Regions from separate parts of the Gossypium hirsutum genome. Here region 1 is linked to region 2. A link is a contact called in public Hi-C data. All regions are on one chromosome and are shown on one strand. Each heading gives the region's core, a stretch centred on a gene start, on an enhancer-like site or on the middle of the called end of the contact. The rest is flanking DNA. Distances are from core to core; before and after follow the strand shown. Region 1 has its middle 11 kb from the start of LOC107893533. Region 2 holds the start of LOC121224978.

The links. A called contact is a pair of places that touch in the nucleus more often than the background predicts.
Region 1: a contact with region 2 is called in a Hi-C map of leaf, with 1.9 times the contacts expected there. The contact joins the enhancer-like site here to the promoter of LOC121224978 in region 2. A contact is called at or near these places in 9 of 34 Hi-C or Micro-C datasets (anther, callus, hypocotyl and 3 more).

The regions. Positions count from the first base shown.
Region 1 is chrD13:46,259,596-46,264,689 of Gossypium_hirsutum_v2.1, reverse strand. No RefSeq gene overlaps it. Among protein-coding and RNA genes, the nearest start is that of LOC107893533, 11 kb to the left of the region's middle. Within about 2 kb of position 2,444, at least 2 of the 9 cell types and tissues checked have an H3K27ac peak or open chromatin away from gene starts, as enhancers often do. A contact at or near this core is called in leaf, where this site is marked.
Region 2 is chrD13:46,127,191-46,132,455 of Gossypium_hirsutum_v2.1, reverse strand. LOC121224978 reads left to right here and starts at 3,086. Exons shown (of 2, transcript XM_041108637.1): 1 at 3,086-3,405; 2 at 3,494-3,683. The coding sequence starts at 3,086. The coding sequence ends at 3,683.

The DNA of each region.
Region 1 (5,094 bases), core at 1,195-3,694, 130 kb before region 2:
TAACTAAAGATAGGGCCTTGACTTTCCTTTTCGTCCATTCATGATTCGACCCACCCTTGACATGAACTAATTTCTTTGAGCAACTCTTCCCCCTTAAAATGTGCCCTATTAACCTCTCTTTGTGATTGACAGTGCAGTATGGAATGCCTTCTTTTATTGCTATAATCAAACCATTTATTAACATTATTGTGTTGAACTCTTCCTTGATGAATCTCCATCGTTCTTCCAATCCGATCTCTGATATGAAGACCCCAGCCTATCTTCTCATTTTTCCTGAACCAACCTACTGTGTAGGTGTTCCATTTCTTCTGCCTTTGTATCCGAGTATTACTGGACGTATATGTGCATATAATCATTTTAATGTAAATCCCTTAAGAAGTTTGCAAGCAAAGATAGAAGCAGTTCATAAGGAAATTGCTTTATATAAATTTTATGAATTTTCAATTAATTTCTAATAATTTTTTTATAAATTTTAAAATTTTACAATTTCAAAATGTATTTGGATACATGAGTATCCAGATTCAAATGAACATTGACAATTAGTTGTCAACATTTACTATGTACTTATTTTTAAAATAATTTTAATTTATTTTTATTGACGTATGTCAACAATTGTTGCTAATGTGACGTTTGTTAACGGTCACATTAATGGTGCCGTGGAATATTAACCGTCAATGTTAGTTAAAGGGTTTAGCTAATCAATTTTGTTAATTTAAGGACTCAATTGATTTTTAAAAAAAAGTTTAAAGTTCATACTATTAAACTTTAATAAAACAAAGTGTATTTATTACTATTATCTTATGATGGATCTTTAAGCTTATTCCAACATCCAAACAATTTCAAAATGCAATTTATTCATAATGGAAAACAATATATGTTGGGACCAAAAACAAAATGAAGTCAAGAACAAAATAAATTATCACTATTTTATTTCTAAGATCATTATGAAGTGCCATTGGAGTTTGGAGGAACAAAGAAAGGTAAAAAGAAAAAAAAAAGGGGGGGGTCTCGAAATAGTGAGATAGCAATAGAATTCTTATGTTTACAAGGATAATGATTTGCATGAAGACATAACATTTTGTCATCTATATGTATGTATAGAATGCATGGTAATCTAAGACAGTAGATCCAAATATGGACCAAAGGGGAGAGCTCCTTTTGTTTGTCGAGGATATAGAAAAAGATGGTGGTGCCACTGTCACTGCCACTGCCAGAGTTACCTTTATTGGTTGCAGAGAAAATTTTGGGGACTGCAAGTTGTCAAAAAAGCTCCTTGTCTCCAATACATATATACCTACGTAACTAAAACTCACACAGCTTAAGAGAGAGATGTATATTGGAAAAGGAAAAAAACAAAAGAAAGGTAATAAAGCCTAAAGAAGAGGGGGAAGAATACACAACTCACTCCCACGACTTCACATATCGATGAAGCTTCTATCTTTATAATGTGCATAACTAAAGTTAAAAAGTTTATGCATCTATCTATCTATCTATATGCTTCCCTTTTCTCTCTCTCTCTCTCACTAACTAAGTGTCATTGTAATTAGAGTTAAACTTCCAAGTCCATCCAATGGATGAATTACAATCATGATGATCAAAGTATATAAAAGATGGTAATAGGTAGGCACGTTCTTCCATGCAATTCTATATCATTTGTAAACCTCTCTAAAGCACTTTGGATTCTATTTGTTTAATCGTTTGGCAGCCTTTAGTAATTTGTGAATTTCAGAAATTTTCTGTACAAAAGTAGACTATTCGGTCCAGAAGCTTCTTCTGTCTCACTCCCAACCCCACTCTCAAGTAGTTTTCATGTCTTTTTTTCTTTTCAAAGTGAAAGCCATAGTATTTCTTATTAATTTAATTATTCTCTGTTATATATATATATATATACCTTCATTTTATTGCACAACTGCATGATTTTTTTACCATATATCCTGTTCATCTATAAAAGTCTCGATTTTTATTTTTACTAACATTCTTTAATTGCATATTACACTTTTTAAGAGATAGGTTATATGTCTGAAATTGAAGATTTGTTCAAAATATGGAAGAATTCTGAAAATAAGTTTAGCCAAAAATATGGCTGTATGTACCCAATCCGACCTATTGCACTTTCACAACAATGAAAGAGTAGAAGGCTACGATGGAAAGAAAGTTTCAAGGAGGGTGAATAAATTATGAACACCCACCATGACAGTGAAATGTTATAAATTATATGTTGTAGATGTTAGCACAAGAAGTTAAGCAACAACTTCCAACTTTTCTGACATATTTTGAGTCGAAGCATGTAAACCAAAATTTACCCATTTTAGTTCGAATATTGGAACCCACATTTTCTTCATGGCCTATTTGAAAGAAGAAATCGAAATGTTTCAAAGCTGTCCAAGTAATGAGGCAACAAAATCACCCATGTCCACCACAGCCCAAAATCAGTACATAGCCCATCTCATTCCCAAATGGGACCGCCATTCGTACTAAAACTATGGGCTTCTTTATCTATCAAATTTTTTGTTCTTTTTTCCTTTTTTATGAAAAAGTAAATGTTTTAGATTCTACCCTGTTTCTTTCTATAAATAGAAATTATAATTAAAAAGAAAAATGAAAAGATTTGAACATTACTTGCATCATTTAAAAGCTTCTACTTTTTCACTATTTAGGATGTCCATTGCCATATGAGTACAAGCAAATGGTAGCTGTCAAACACCGAGTTAGATAGCACTTGCCTACTCGGGTAACTCAAAATGTTGTTTGCCACTTTGCCTTACCAGAGCTGTGATCGGATCAGATTTAATATTATCAAACTCTAAATTTATTTGAATTCATAAATGATTAGTCAAGTCTATTTAAATTTACTTAACAAAAAAATAAATAATTGAACAAATTTAAAATAGTTCAACAATTTATAGAATACAAGTTAAAATTTGTAATTACCCAAACCAAAAACGCTATATAAATAATTATTTTTCAAAAAAATTATATATAAGAATTATTGTTATCATTTATTTACTTGATTTTTTTGAAATATTTATAGTAAAAAAAATAGTTTGAAACTTTACCCTATAACGTCCAAAGTCTTGAAAGAAAACTTAATTTGTCAAAATAAATTTCAAAATCCAAAATTAGTGTGAAAAATTAAAAGTTAGACTCAATTCAAGAATTTCAAAAATCAATAAAATCGAATTGAACTCACCACTAAAACTTACTCATTATTTTTAAAGCAAAAAAAATAGAAATATGTTTTATTCAATAGTTAATAATTATATTATTTATTAAAATAAAAAATTAACAAACGTTTTTAAATATTATGGATTATAATTTATATAAATAAAAAAGTATTATAAGTTAGAAGATAGATGAAAATTGAAATCAAAGTGAATATCTTAAACAGTATTTTTTGAATTTATTTTAGAAAGCAAGTGAACCAAGCTTCCAAGTTTTGCGTAGTGTTGTAGGGGCCATAACGTGGACTCCAGTAACATTCAACCAACGGCCACAACAAAAACAACATGGATAATAATTGATTTCACATGTAATTATTGAAATGTCTACGTTAAATATATTCTTTTGGGTAAATTCCATCTAAAGTCACTCCAAAATAAGATTCCTTTCATTTTGGTCATTTTAATTTTTTTCTCAATTTAATTGCTCTAATTAAGATAATTGTTCGAACTAATCATTGCTGTTAAAAACTCTGTTAATCCACTAACGGATTGTTGATGTAACACATTAGCCAATTGAATGGCCACTTGTGACATTTTTTTTTTACTTTTGATTTAAGCTTAAAGACCTATATGTAATTATGTTGTCTTCGATATCGCGTTCGGTTTCCTCAGAGACAAATAAAAATCTAATACCATTGACACAATTCTTTTGTTTCTTCCATTTCTCAAACGCAAAGCCTTACTGATGACTAATATCTTTAATTTGTTTGGGCATGTCTTAGTTTCATTATCATTGCAATTGTTTTGCTGCAATTATTGACTTGAAATTCGTTGATGTTGAAGGGGAAGATGTATATTCTTCTTCTCGAAACAACAGCAGTACCAAATTATGATTCTACAAGTAACAACTCTCATATTGTTCAAATTGATACCTTATCTGATGAATTTGGGAGTTCTTTTACATTGGTTTCCCTCAGAGAGCAGCTCAAATAATGAGGCCTCTCGCTTTTCTCTATGATTCAATTTTTATACATAATTACAGAGGTCTCAACACATGGATGGATCATCATCATGAACTATCTGCATATGAAAAAGCATTTTATTTTAGCATTTAACAACATAAATGTTTCTTTTGGTATTTACTAGAAGTAGCATGGCATGGGAATCATTTCCGGTTGTTGAAACTTGAGAATTCACAATAGTTTTTTTTTAAGAATATAGTTATTTAAATCCCACTCAAAATTTTGAAAGAGAAAGTTTCCATCAACGAAGAATTGAACGAGCATTCGGGTTCGATATTCTGGCCGGTATGGAATGCGCCATCGAAGACGGGGTTGACATCCTCTTATTGTCACTTGGCGGTGGCACTTCCTTCCTCACAAACAGGTATTGACACTTTGTGGAGGATCCTCTCCAGCGCCACCATCGCTGCCACCAACTAGTTTCCCTAATGGTGGATAAAGGAGAGGTTTCAAAGAGAAGAGAAAAAAAAATTGGAATAATTATAGATGCTAGTCCTTAAGCTTTAGTTAAAAGTAAAAAAAAAAACAAAATTGACATGTGTTGTCATTCGATTCGCTAATGTGCCACATCAACAACACATTAGAGGATTAATGAACTTTTAACAACAGTGGCTAGTTCGAACAATTATCTTAATTAGAGTGATGACCTGCCGTCAAATGTAGTAGCCAATTCATGTCAATTCTGCACTTAAGGAGTTTGTTTTCTAAGAAATTTTAGATTTTATATTTCATTTTAGTAATTAGGCCTGAGGATTAAAAGTTAATAAAAATAAGTGTTTTTAACCATTCTGTAGGTGGTGTGACCCAATAGGTCGACACGGGCCTTAGGTTGTGCTAATTAGTTTAATTAAGTGTGTAGGATGGAGATATAAAGGCTCAATTGATGTGGAAGCAAAGGTTAAGTGATGCAC
Region 2 (5,265 bases), core at 1,837-4,336:
AAGTCACTTTGGTATACGAAAGAGGCGAACTTTGTCGCACTAAAAGAAGGGGCTATTTTTGTTAAGTTTGGTTATCTGAAGGATCGCAGCCGTATCTTAAATCTTATGCCTTGGCTTTTTGATATATGCTTATTCTCAATGATGCCTTTTGAGAAGGGAAAGGACATAGACTCTTACGAATTCTGGTTGTCGCCTTTTTGGTTAAGAATCTACAATATTCCTATTGAACTTATGGACAGTCAAACGGCTCTCGATGTTGGGAATACTATAGGTAAGTTGGTGGCAATCGATTGGAAGGATCGATATGCAGGGTGGACAAAGTTCATGAGGCTTAAAGTTAATATCAATGTTTTAAAACCTCTGAGGAGGGTTGTGAAATTAGTCGACAAAGACAGGATGGAAACGATAGGGGTGATAAAGTACGAGAGGCTACCAAATTTTTGTTATTTATGTGGGTTGATAGGACACACTATTAAAACTTGTAAAAACAACAAGGAGGGTGTAGGGCTGGATGATTTAAACCTCCAGTATGGAAGCTAGATGAGGGCACTTATCGTGACCCCAAATCAAGATAGGGGCATAAGAAAAAATGGGGTGGAATTAGTTAAGTCAAAGGCTCAAATGAATATTGATAAGGATGAGAGTCAAACTAACTCGAGGGATGAAAGTGGGCAGCTTCGACATAAAAAGAAGGAAAGGGTTTGTGAAGAGGAGTCAATGTCCACCTCCCCTATGAAAAGAAGGAATCATAAGACGATGAGGGATGTAATTGGAAGGTTTAAAAGGAAACATAAGAGACATAGGGGACTAAATGGTGAAAACATGGATGAGAGCCTAGCTAGACTTGTTAAGAGAAAGCTATTAGAAAATGCTTCAACTTTTAAGGCGGTGGCTAGTGACCAGCCCCGCCAAGAGCAATGGAGATCCTTAGCTGGAACTATCATGGGGTTGGAAACCCAGCGACAATTCGTAAATTGAAGCAACTCTTTGTTGCAAACGTTTCATATATTGTTTTTCTTTGTGAAACCAAAATTCATTCTAATGGGTTTTCTCATATTTGTTCTATTTGCAGAATGCAGGGATGTTTAGCTGTTAGCTCGCAAAGGAAAAGCGGAGGCTTGGCTTTGATATGGAGGGAAGGCGTGAGAGTTATGGTGTAAAACTATTCCAAATATCACATTAACTTGTTGGTTAGCATGAATGATGGTGATATGTTTAGGTTTATTAGTTTTTATGGCCAAATCGAACCAAATTTAAGACAACAATCATGGGATATGTTGAGAAGGGTGAAGAGTACGATAAATGAATGATGGATCGTGGGGGGCGACTTTAACGCCATCTTGAATAACTCTAAGATGGAAGGAGGTCATAGAAAACTTAAGACCTCGATGGATGAGTTTTGCAATATTCTAGAGGAGTTAAATCTGACTGATGTTAAAACTTGCAATGGTTGGTACACGTAGACTAACAACAGGGAGGGTAATAGGCTTGTTAAAGAGAGGTTAGACAAATTTATTATCTCTGATGTTAAAATGGAAAAGATGTCGTTCCTTACTTCACATATTGTTTGCTAATCAAAGTTTGACTATGAGGCCATCTTAACAGACACGAACGGGAGCAAGCCTAAGGAAAAGAGTAATGAGCCTAGGGCTTGGTTTAGATATGATATTTACTAGGTGAAGGAGTAGTAGGCTAGAGATACCATTACTAGTATTTGGTCCAATGAGGAGGGCAATCTGTTGGAGAAGATGGAGCTGATCCGGGATAAGCTGGGCCCGTGGCAATACCAGTGTTATAGAAGGATGAAGAATAATATAAAAGGGCTGAGAAAGGAGATTAGCAGACTTATGGATGGTCCTACGAGTGAGAGATCAACGAGTCTCCTTAAGAATGCTCGGTGTAAGTTAGGCCATTTATATGACGTGGAGGAAAAATATTAGGCGCTTAAGGCGCGGTCCCAGTGGTTGAAGGAAAGGGATAGGAACACCCGTTACTTTACGTGCGGGTGCCGGGTCTTAGAAAAAAGAACAACATAGAGAGATTTAAATATATGCATGGTAACTGGCATGAAGAAAAAAATGAGATTTGCCACATTGCATGGAATTATTTTAATGATCTTTTCAAGACCTCTATAAATTCGGATGATGAAAGTGAGTTACAGGTTGTTTCAGAATGCATTAATGAGAACATGAACAGGAGGTTGAACGAAGAGTTTACTGACGAGAAAATCTTGATGGCTTTCAAACAGATGGATCCTCAAAAGACTCCGGGGATTTATGGGCTTTCGAGGAGCTTTTTCAAAGAACACTGGCCTACAGTGGGTGAAGATGTTCTAAGTTTGTGTCATGATATACTTCAGGGTAATAAGAGTACCGAGTGCATTAATGAAACATTGATTGTTTTGGTCCCTAAGATTAAGAATCCGTGTGAAATGGCTAAATTCTGTCCAATTAGTCTTTGTAGGGTGATCTACAAAATTGTTTCAAAGACTCTTGCTAACCGGCTTAAAAATGTTCTCCCCTTGTGCATTAACCAAAATCAGACTGCCTTCGTTCCTAGCCAGATGATCCATGACAATGTCTTAGTAGCCCATGAGCTCATGCACTATCTTCGTAGTTCCAAAAATGGTCCGAAAAAGGGTTGTGTGGTCAAGCTCGATATGAGCCAAGCTTATGACCGGGAGGAGTGGAGTTTTCTTGAGAAAGTGCTGATAAAAATGGATTTTTCTAATGAATGGGTTTATAAAATTATGGATTGTGTTTGCACTGTTCGGTATAGAGTTAAATGTAATACAACTCTGTCTGACATTATTATCTCGGGAAAGGGTCTCCGCTAGGGGGACCTATTATCCCCTTATTTATTTCTTTTTTGCATGGATGCCTGTCCCATATGCTGATTTATGCTCAAGAGACTAACAAAATTAAAGGCATCCGAGCTAGTAAGGATGCCCAAGAATTAATCACCTCTTTTTTATGACGATGCTCTTTTGTTTGTCAGGAACAAACAAAGTGAGGTAGAGGCGTTTACAAAGATTTTGGAAACCTTTGAGAGGATGTCTGGCTAAAGTGTCAACTTGGAAAAGTCAATGGTTTACTTCAGTCCAAACACTCCAGTATTACAACGCGCGATTTTAAGTAGCCTGCTTAAGATGAAGATGGTGACCAACCTTGACAAATATCTTGATCTGCCCATCCCGATTGGTAAGAAGAATTCAGCTACCTTCAAAAGTATATTAGATTGTGCTGCTAATAGGATCAACAACAGGTCAAAGAGACTTTTGTCAAACAGTGGGAAGGAAATTTTCATAAAGTCTATCATTCAGTCAATTCCTACATATGCTTTCTCAGTTTTCTTTGTCCCTAATGGCGTCCTGAAGAAGCTTCAGTCCATGATTTGTCGTGTGTGGTGGGGGGAAAGATAAGAGCAGAAGATTACATATGTTATCTTGGGACTGTATGTGTTTCCCTAAAGATATGGGAGGTATTGGCTTCAGGGATTTAAGGCATTTTAATGTGGCTTTGTTAGGCAGGCAAGTGTGGCGACTAATTAGTTGTAAAGACACGTTATGCTTTAAAGTTCTAAGCGCTAAATATTTCCCGGAAGGTGATGTTCTCCACCCTAAGCAAATTGACAATCCCTCGTTCACATGGCAAAGCATTGCTAAAGCTGCTAGTATTCAGTAGGAGGGTTTCGATTAGAATGTGGGTAGAGGAAGCAAGATCAATATTTGGCACGACAATTGTGGTTTTGAAGGGCTTTCGGGTGTTTCGGTTGGTCTCAACAATAGGGAGGTCAAAGAGAATAAAGTGAGCGATCTATTGAATAATAAGAAAGATGGTTGGAACTAGAGAAGGATAAAAGAGATCTATGGCGAGCACGTGGGGACCAAATATGAAAAATCCCCATTCTTCATAATGGCCCTAATGACTATCATATCTGGTTCTACAATCCCCTTGGCTCCTATTCCACCAAGTTCGCCTACTCCTGGCTGAACCTGAAGCATGTGGGGTTTGGCCCTTATCGGATTTTCTGGAGGTTTACGTGCAAATTGCAAACTCTTCCGAAAATTAGAATTTTTTGGTAGTGCCTGGGGCATGGCATTCTTCCTACGTACGAGAAGATTTCTAGCATTCGGAGGGAGGTCAACAGCACTTGCCCGAGATGCGGAACTAAAAAAGAGACCATTCTCCATGTGATGAAAAACTGTTCAAGGGCACGAGCGGTGTTGGTTTATGGGGGTCTCAATAATAATCTGCTCGAGGGTAGCTACTGTCGGTGTGTCGACTGGATTGAAGATGTGACTTGTACGCTGGACAAGAAGGCGTTTTCTGATTTCATCACGGTACTTTGAAATATCTGGAATAACAAGAATAATAGAGTTTTTCGTGATGTGGAGGATGAGGCCAAAGTGACATGGGAAAGAGCTGCTGAATTAAGCCAGGATTTTCGCATATTCAACCTTCTGGAGAAAACGATGCTCCCAAAGTTGGTTATGGAGAAAGTCTGGGAGAAGCCTGGACAAGGGGTGATTAAAATAAATTTCGACACCACTACGAATGGAAGGAAGATGAGCTTTGGACTTGTGGCGAGAGATCATGACGGCTTTGTTCTTGGCGGGCGGGCAGGTGTTTTGGAGAAGAATGTACAAGCCGAATGGGCTGAGCTGCATGCGTTGGAAGAGAGTATAAGATTTGCTCGGACAAAAAATTGGCTAAAGCTGGAGTTTGAAGCTGATTGTGTCAGCTTGGTGAATCGGCTAAATAGGCCGTAAGCTAACTTTTTAATTATGGGCCACCGAATTCGGGAAATTTTCAAATTACTGGATCCGTGTTTTAGTTTTAGTTTTGTTTGGGCCCCACGCTGTTGCAATAAAGCAGCAGACTACCTGTGTAATTGGGCCACTATTAATAATTATACCAAGGATTTTAATGTTGATTATCCTTTGGAAATCCATGATATTATTTTAAGTGATGAAATAGATTGAGGTTGACCCTCTGGTCTTTTCTATAAAAAATTACAAGAATTTCATATCTTATCAAATATCATCATACATGAATAAGAAAGGGAATTTTCGTATCAATTTACATTATAAATATAGCACAACCTGGCTCTATTACCAATTGCTGGAAAAAAATTGGTTTGAAAATGGATTTCTTGCATAGTAGAAAATTATAAATTTGAAAATTGACCTGATTTGTGATATTTATAGCAATAAACCTTGAACCAAAATCATACATGTGTTTTTGGATAAGTGGATCTTTAACG